Regions from separate parts of the Mus musculus genome. Here region 1 is linked to region 2. Evidence: chromatin contacts called from public HiChIP or PLAC-seq data. All regions are on one chromosome and are shown on one strand. Each heading gives the region's core, a stretch centred on a gene start, on an enhancer-like site or on the middle of the called end of the contact. The rest is flanking DNA. Distances are from core to core; before and after follow the strand shown. Region 1 holds the start of Zdhhc5 (zinc finger, DHHC domain containing 5). Region 2 overlaps Itgav (integrin alpha V).

Region 1 (4,147 bases), core at 1,567-4,066, 970 kb after region 2:
TAAAATTGAAGGCTAGAGAATGCCTGGGGCCATTCCACTGAATCACTTGGGTAGCCAGGTTCCTAACCCAAGAGTATAATTGCTGACATAGACCCTTTCTACCACACTACATGCCTAATGATACCTTGGAATCTACAGACCAAGGTTTCTGCTTAAGTTAGAATTTCAAATGAAAGCAGTGCTATTCCCCAACAAGTTGTATACTACTTGATAACAATAGCAGCTATTAAAACATAAAACAGCGAACACCCCAGACAATGAAATACAAATGTGTTCTGGAATTTATCACTTCTGTTCTTACCTAAGACAGAGAAGGCAAAGGAGCCTGCTACTGTCACCACTCGGTTGTGGTGGTGAATGCCTTTAATCTCCGCACTCAAGAAACAGAGGCAGAGCCAGGCGTGGTGGCGCACACCTTTAATCCCAGCGCTTGGAAGGAAGAGGCAGGCGGATTTCTAGAATTCGAGGTCAACCTGGTCTACAGAATGAGTTCCAGGACAGCCAGAGCTATACAGAGAAACCCTGTCTTGGGGAAAAAAAAAAAAAAAAAAAAGAAAGAAAGAAAGAAAGAAAGAAAAAGAAAAGCAGAGGCAGGTGGATCTCTCCAAGCCATCCTGGTATGCATAGCTTCCAGGCCAGCAAGGGCTACATAGTAAGACTTTGTCCCAAAAGAAAAATTTAATAAATAAATAAGATGGGAGAGAGGGGGGAAGGAGGGAGGGAGGGGGGAGGGTTAAGTAACATTAGAAAGAAGGCCCAAAGATTCCATTAAGTTTCTATGGTCCAACTAAAAACCAGATCCTATTTAGTCCTGATTTTATGCTTATTTCTGTTTCCTGACTTTAGGCCTAAATATCTTTATCAACTGGAACAAGCAAATTTGATTTGTAGACAGTATTATTAAAGGAACCGTTTCCCTCAAAACTCCAAAGATAAAAGGAAAATTACCTAACTATTACGTAAAGTGAATCCTATACTATTGCAGGTCACATTTACTACAGGACGAAAGCCACACAGACTAATTCTGCCACGGTACAGTACATGCAATTATGGAACCGCATACTGAAATATAAATGAGACCATCGTCTGAAATGTTAAGATAGATATTAGAAGGGACAAGATAAAATAATTTATTGGGTATAAATATCAACACACCAAGTCTTATCAAAGGAATGTGGTGCAGAAAGAGAAGGGACGAAACCGGAAAGGCGAGTGTGGTTCATCAGTCACAAGCTGGTGTATCCACAACAGTATCACTAAAGTGGACAAGAATGTTCGTGACACATGCTGACTGAGGGGGAAAAAAATCACTGAGTGAAAATATGTATGTATAAAACAAACAATACAGAGCCAGGTGTGGTAGCTCTCGACCTCAATCCCAGCACTTGGGAGGCACAGGAAGTCAGAACTCTGAGTTAGAAATCAGCTTGGTCTTACAAAGTGAATTCCAGGGCAGCAACAGTTATGTACAGAGATCCTGTCTCAAAACAACAACAAACAATTCAAGATGTGTAGTTTGAAGACTTTCATAAGGTTTGATATAAGTAGTTCCTTTGGAGCAGTGCAGTGGACAGCACATGTATTATTTGTTAAAATAACCAAACCTTATAGCACAGAACACTAAATTTGAATATATAGAAATGGAGATGTCATATAGAAGAATGAATACATGCTATGAAGGAAAGATCCAAGAAGAAGTTTAAAAAGAGTATTATTACAGATCGACGTAGGTGCCCAAGTACCTGGCGATAGAATTCTTACAAACACTAGATGAATTTGTATGCATTCATGAGCACCGGACAGATCTGTCTGATACAAAGCAGGCTCACACTGGGATAAAAGGATGGAGATCTAACCTAAGATTATCCTGGACAAGATGGCATTAACCAGGAAGTAAACCCAAGAGGACAAAAATGGTCTGCAATGTAACATGTATCTATTCTACGACTACTTCTAATAACTTTAGTCACTTTCTTGTTTCTCGTTTTAGTGGTTTCATTTGGCCAACTGGTTAAGGAACTTTAAACTTCCCCAGGAATAGACGGCTAGTGATAAAATACTGTCAGATACATTCAAGCCCTACTTGTAAAATAAAGTACAAAGTACTAAAAGCATAAAAGCATGGAGCACCTGGCTGGTGGGGGGTAGGGAGAAGCAGCCGATGGATGGGAGAAAGAACAGGTAACCACAGGACGAAGCTCTAACCAAAATAAGGACCAGTGGAGTGTAGGGCGAGGGGCCTGAACCGCGGAGCGGTAAAAGGAGTACAGTCCCCGGCCGGCAGCTGGAGCAGTGGGAGTCATCACCGGGGGCAGGACTGACTACCCCTGGCCCAGAAAACACGGAATCCACCGCGCGCAGGGCCCGCCGGAGCTGAGAGAACCGCGGGCCGGGGAAGGAAGGGGCGGCGGCTCCGCAACTGGGCAGCCGGGCACCAACCGGGTCCAAGCCCCGGCGGGCGGCCGCGGCTCTCTTAGTCTGCGGGCGTCCGTTTCGGGGCCCGTACAGCCCGAGGAGGGGTAGGGCCTTAACCTCCTCCCCTCCGCGGTCCCCCTTCCCTAGAGGTCACTCTCCCCTCCCACCTCACTAGCCCAGCACTTCCGGTTCCGCAGGGGCCAGCGTCCCCGGTACTCACCCCCGGCGCGGCGCCCGTCACCGCCGCCGTCGTTGTCACCGCCGTCGTTGTCGCCGCCGCCTCCCAGCAGTGCCGTCTGGCCTCTGAGAGGCAGCGCGCGGCCCCCGCACGCTCCACGCCCGCCCCGCCGCCGCGCGCTCCCGACGGCCGACGCTCGCCTCTGTGCGGCCGGCGCGCGGCCGCTGCCCTCAGCCTCCGGTCTGTAGCCTCACGACGTTCCCATTGGCTCCCGGGCGCGGGCGCGGGCGCGGGCGACGTCTCTCGCGGGGCACGTTCTTCTCATTCATGCGGCTCGCGCCGCCGAGCCCGCCCCCGTTCACTCTTCCATTCACCCCCTAACCCCCGCCCCCACGGCGCTCTAGAGCGTGCGCGCGACCGCGGGCGACCGCGGCGACCTCGCCTTCTGATTGGCTGCAGGGGCACGGCGCCGCAAACACGTAGTGACACGGGAGCGCGCGCGCCTGGCCGTCGTGTCTGGCTGGATGGTCGGGAGAGGGGACATGGCGAACTGCGCCGGTTTGGGGACGAGGAACTGGTCTGGCGAGATCTTTCTCTTATTTTGTCCGCTTTCCCATTTGTAGTGTAGTCAAGAAAAACTTTTAAGCAAAAAAAATTCTACGTATGTACCGGAAGTGCTCAAAAACAAGCAGATGCCCTTTCTTAGTTCACCAGCCTCCTCCGAGTTGGCCTGGTACAGTCCTGAAAAGCATCTACGATAGCCAATCACCGTTAAGCCTTTCCGGCTTCCTTCCTTGCCTCTTCATTCATTGGTGTGAGGATTCGGTCGGGCAGCCCCTCCAACACACACACTTTTTTTTTTTTTTTTTTTCTTTAAGGACTGAAACTTTATTTAAAACAATCCGTTGGCGAAAGCGTCAGTGGGGTAAATTCTCAGACCGTGGCAGAATTCCTGAGTGGTGGTATGGCCTCACCTATGGAGGAAGGAGGCGCACGGCCCATTGAACAGTCTGAGGAGAGGGTTCTGTCCAAGGCTGGGTTAGATGAAGGAGCTCGGCTGCTATCCCTAGATTTACAGTGCTTGCCGATGGAGTGAAGCACTGGGAGTGCGCGGTGCGAGGCGTAGACACCTCCACGACTACACGAGGAATGGGCGCCCTGACCTCACCCAATTTGAGAAAGCAGGCTGAAAAGAAAAGTCTTTCTAGAATAGCTCCTGTCCCTGGCGAGCTGCTGGCTAACTCTCCGAAGATCGCGGCACTACATTTTGCCCTAATTAAGCCGAGACGGCTGTGGACCCGGTGGCTTTGCCATAGGGCTCTCCTCTTACAGCTTCAGGCCACCTCTCATTTGTAAAGGAGCTCTGTTACATAACAGCCCTTCAAAAAGATATCCCCGAGCCGCTTCCCTGAAGCGAAGGTCTCGTTCAGGGTTATTTCCAAGTCCTGTCATTGTTTCCTTGACTTCACTTCAAATGTTACTGATTTAACTTTGACACTTCAGCCTTAGGCATCCAGTTAAAGAAAAGAAAAAAAAAAATCTACCCTTTTTTCT
Region 2 (4,152 bases), core at 206-2,705:
AGTTTTATTTATTATAAAAAGAGTCTTTTCCAGTTGCAAGTGGCCTCATGTGCCTCTTATTCCAGCCCTGTGGTTGGCAGAGACAGGAGGGTCACTGGGGCACGCTGGCTGCCAGACTAGCTTCAGGTCCAGTGAGAGACCCTGTCTCAAGGGAATAAGGCAGAGAGCGATAAAGGAGGACCAGGCCTCTGGCCTCTGCATACATGAGCATGGATGTGGGCATCCACACCTCTGAAAGCATATATAACACACCGCCACTCCCTCCCCTTCCATGATCATGGTCTGTTGATCTCCACTGGGGAAGGAACATTGATCTTCACTGGGGAAGGAACACCCTCCTCTTTCCTTGGAAATACAGGCTTGACTGCAAGCTTACGAATAGGGTCTTTTAAAAGTAGAAGGATCTAACTTCATCCTAGAGAAGGTCAGATGTAAGGTTCCCCTTTTCACCCTGAACATCCTGTTACTGCAACGCTCAAGCGTGTTTCTAGGTTTCAGCTGCAGGCAGCGGACAAGCCTGGCCAGGCAGACTCTCATCCAGAAGAATGCGGTAAAGTTATTCCCCCTCCCACTCCTCCCCCATTCCTAGGCTTTGCTTTAAATAACAAATGTAAAAATGGCCTCCGTGGTGTACACTCCCCAGCTTATTGAAGCTAATACACTTAGGTAGACTGGAAAACAGCTTTCTGCAAGTCTAACTTCCTCCTTCTGGTGAGTTTTTCTGTCTTTTAGAGATATGTCTAGATTGTACATTTATAGTAGCCTTTATAAATTACAAAGTTAAAACAAATGAAACATAGTGTTCTTTTGCTACAGTGTGAATTTAGAGTAAAGATTTTTCTTTAATGAGCATGTATCTTCCGACAGAATCAGTCATCTCCTGGTTCAGAACTGTGGGATTGGAGCACCTTAGGAATACATACTTTTATCTAGTTCTTTTTTATCGATTAACATATAGCTAATAATATCTTATTTAATATCAGTAACATTTGACCAACCAGTTTCACATGATCCCTTTAAATCCTACTTCTCACAGTTTGATCCGACTCATGTCCATTCATTCGCTCAAGACTGGGGTTGATTTTATTTTATTTTTCTTTTCGAATCTCCAGTAAAGGGATTTTGTTTGTAACTGTTTGAAGTTCTCCGGATCACTTCCTCCCCAACACTAGCAGGAAACAATCCAGCATTGAGAGAGCAGTCGGCTCACACAAGCCTGTGTTCTTTGTGCTGTGTTCCTGCAGAACCTCGGAGATGGTGGCTGGTGGGATGAGGGGGGAAGAGTCTGAATAAGGCTAAATAAACAGTGCTGGTACCCAGAAAAATGAGCTCCAGCCTGTTTCTTCCGGATACACTTTGCTGACTCTTCTTGTTTATCTTTAGAGGATAGCTGTCTTAGGTAAACAATGTTTCCAGATAGTTCTGTGGAAATTAGTAACAGCAGCCAGCTTCGGTAGGGACACATAGAGTATGAGAGGAGGAGGGGACATGCACCAGCCAGATCAGCTGAATCACCCTGGTGACCAGCAGAATGACAGCTGACAGCCACATTGCTCCCAAAGGTGTCCTTCACCAAGAGCAGCAGAGGCCTTGGGCCTCATTCCCGGCTGCATCCCTACCATCTAGACAGAGGATTTTAATGAATGATCAAAGGGCTTTCTTCCTCTGACCTTGAAAGTTTCACATAAATAATAACTTCTATTGAGAGGTTTTTTTTTTTTCTTTCTCACCCAAATTTATTTTTTACTAATATCCAAGTTGAAGTTTTATTTGGAGTAGAAAACTGCTCGAGGAAGGTTTTTTTTTGGTTTTTTTTGTTTTTTGTTTTTTGTTTTTTGGTTTTTTTTTTTTGGTTTTTCAAGACAGAGTTTCTCTGTTTAATCCTGGCTGTCCTGGAACTCACCCTGTAGACCTGGCTGGCCTCGAACTCAGAAATCCACCTGCCGCTGCCTCCCGAGTGCTGGGATTAAAGGTGTGCACCACCACCGCCCGGCGGGATGACATTGTTTTGACAGCTTGTTTTAGCAAACAAAAACCAACAAATTCTCTAAGGACCCAAATCATCTAGTTATTTACAGAACCCATAGTAATGAATAGGAACCCAATGGCCGAAAACACGTTTGACTTCTAAGTAGAAGCTTCTCTCGTATTTCTTTTGGATATTTCAGCATTTCTCATTTAAAAAGAGTGGTATAATCTAGTCCAAAAGATGTTCTTTAGTCATAAAGAGAAGAGAAAAAACTATCTGTTTTAGGGTACCAGGGTATCTTCATCTTAAAATTCAGCATAATGTTAATGATAGTTTAGTTCTCCAGCAAGCTGAACCCTCATGTCTGGGCAGTGGCTTGTGAAACACTCTGGAGAGCATTCGATACTCACACTGACTGGGTGCTCCTGTTACGGCTTCTGCCCTGAAGGAAACATGCCCTCCTGGGAGTTTGGTGGGGCACAAAGAACATATTTTGGAAGATTGTAAAAAAAAAAAAAAAAAAAAAAAAAAGAGGGTTTAATTTTCAAGTCTCTAGTGATTTGCTTCATGATTTTATATTTATTTTTATTAGTTTTAAAATAGAGTTTCTCTGTGTAGTCCTGGCTGTCTTAGAACTTGATTTGTGTATTAGCCTTGAACTCACGGAAGATCTGCTTGTCTCTGCTGGGATTCAAAGCAGGCCACTGTGCACCCCCCCCCCCAAGTTTATTTGGGTAATATGAGCCAGTTGTCCAACACATTTGAGGTAAAAAAAAAACAAAAAACAAAAAACAAACCAAAACAAACAAACAAAAAAAAACCCCCCAAAAAACAATGTTTCTTCCAGCCCTGGAATCCCCGATCTGTATTTTATTTCCTTTTTAAGAGTGGCAACACAGTCCAGCAGTCTGGGTGGTTCAGCATAGTGACAGCGGGACAGCAGCGACTTCGGGGCTGTGACTCAAAATATTTACTTCCCTCATGTGTTCCAGAGTGGCTGCCAGTCCCCGCCAGGTCCTGAATGAGCTGCCTGTGGGTTTGTTTGGAGAGCGGCCTTTCCTTGCTTTCTCCCGCCCACTCTATTCACACTTCCTTTCAGCGGGGCCACTGTCTGATGTGGACTCTAGTATTTTAAGACTTGGGCTCTTAGTGAAGACAAACTTCCTTTGCAGCAAGCTTCTTGAAAGGATGGAGATCTGGAGTCGTGGCTGTTGAAGCTGGAGGCAGTTAGATGTAGTAGATGGCGTGTATATGTGTGCATTTTTATGATTATTGACTTAACTTTGGGTGTTACTATAGGCCAGTGCATATATCAGCTGTATTTAGTAATGTAATTGGACATTTGGTGAAGATTTGTGTGTTTGGGTGTTTCGCCTGCATGTATGTCAGTGCATCACGTGTAGGAACTTCAACCATTGGATCCCCTAGAACTGAAACCACAGATGGTCATGACCCGCCATGTGGGTGCCATGTGGGTGCTAGGAATCAAACTGGATCCTCTGGAAATGCAGCCAGTGCTTTAAAGTGTGTCACCTCTCCAGCTTTGGAACTGAAAACATTGATGCATGGTGCTTTAAGGCATGGCTGTTGATTCTGAACACTCCTCCACTTCAGAGAAGCTCTATGTTGTTTTGGAATGAGTGCCCTTCCTGCTGCCCTACTTCCTCTAAGGTAGTAGTTTTCAGTTGAGACCTCTTTGGCAACTCTTATCTTTAAAAGTACTTATACTACAATTCAGAGCAGTAGCAAAATTATGATTACGAAGTAGCAGTGAAACAGGTTTATGGTTGGGGGGTCACTACAACATGAAGAACTGTATTAAAGAGTCACAGTATTAGCAAGGTTGGGGACCAACTATATTAAGGGTCACAGGTCAGGCAAGTTGAGCACCACTGCCCTAAGGAAGCCAGGCCTTTTAATATTTAATGTAATGTAATTTATTTATTTATGTTTTGAAGACAGGGGTTCTACTTGCTTGAACAGGCAGCCCTCAGACTCTTGATTTACCAGCCTCGGTGTCCTGAGTGCTGGGGTTACAGACTTGCATCACAATGTCTGCCTTAAATTAGTTTTTAAAATTTCTGCTTACATCCAAAACATATGTCTGATATCTGATGCTTTAAAAACAAAACAAAATGAAAAACCTCTGACCAGTATTCATTTGTTCTTAATAAGTGGTAAAT

What was found. HiChIP or PLAC-seq counts read pairs in DNA pulled down with a chosen protein or histone mark.
Region 1: an H3K27ac HiChIP or PLAC-seq map of microglia shows a contact between it and region 2, with 15 times the contacts expected there. The contact joins the promoter of Zdhhc5 here to the enhancer-like site in region 2. A contact is called at or near these places in 3 of 39 promoter capture datasets (the C10 cell line, cranial neural crest and frontonasal cranial neural crest), 6 of 115 datasets of contacts at active chromatin or transcription factors (astrocytes, bone marrow-derived macrophages, embryonic stem cells and 3 more) and 1 of 9 other capture datasets (liver).

The regions. Positions count from the first base shown.
Region 1 is chr2:84,712,348-84,716,494 of GRCm38.p6, forward strand. It overlaps Zdhhc5 (zinc finger, DHHC domain containing 5), which reads right to left and starts at 2,817. Exons shown (of 12, transcript NM_144887.4): 1 at 2,636-2,817.
Region 2 is chr2:83,739,421-83,743,572 of GRCm38.p6, forward strand. The region is part of intron 2 of Itgav (integrin alpha V); the gene reads left to right. Among named protein-coding and RNA genes, the nearest start is that of Itgav, 17 kb to the left of the region's middle. Within about 2 kb of position 1,456, at least 86 of the 459 cell types and tissues checked have an H3K27ac peak or open chromatin away from gene starts, as enhancers often do. A contact at or near this core is called in astrocytes, bone marrow-derived macrophages, liver and 2 more, where this site is marked.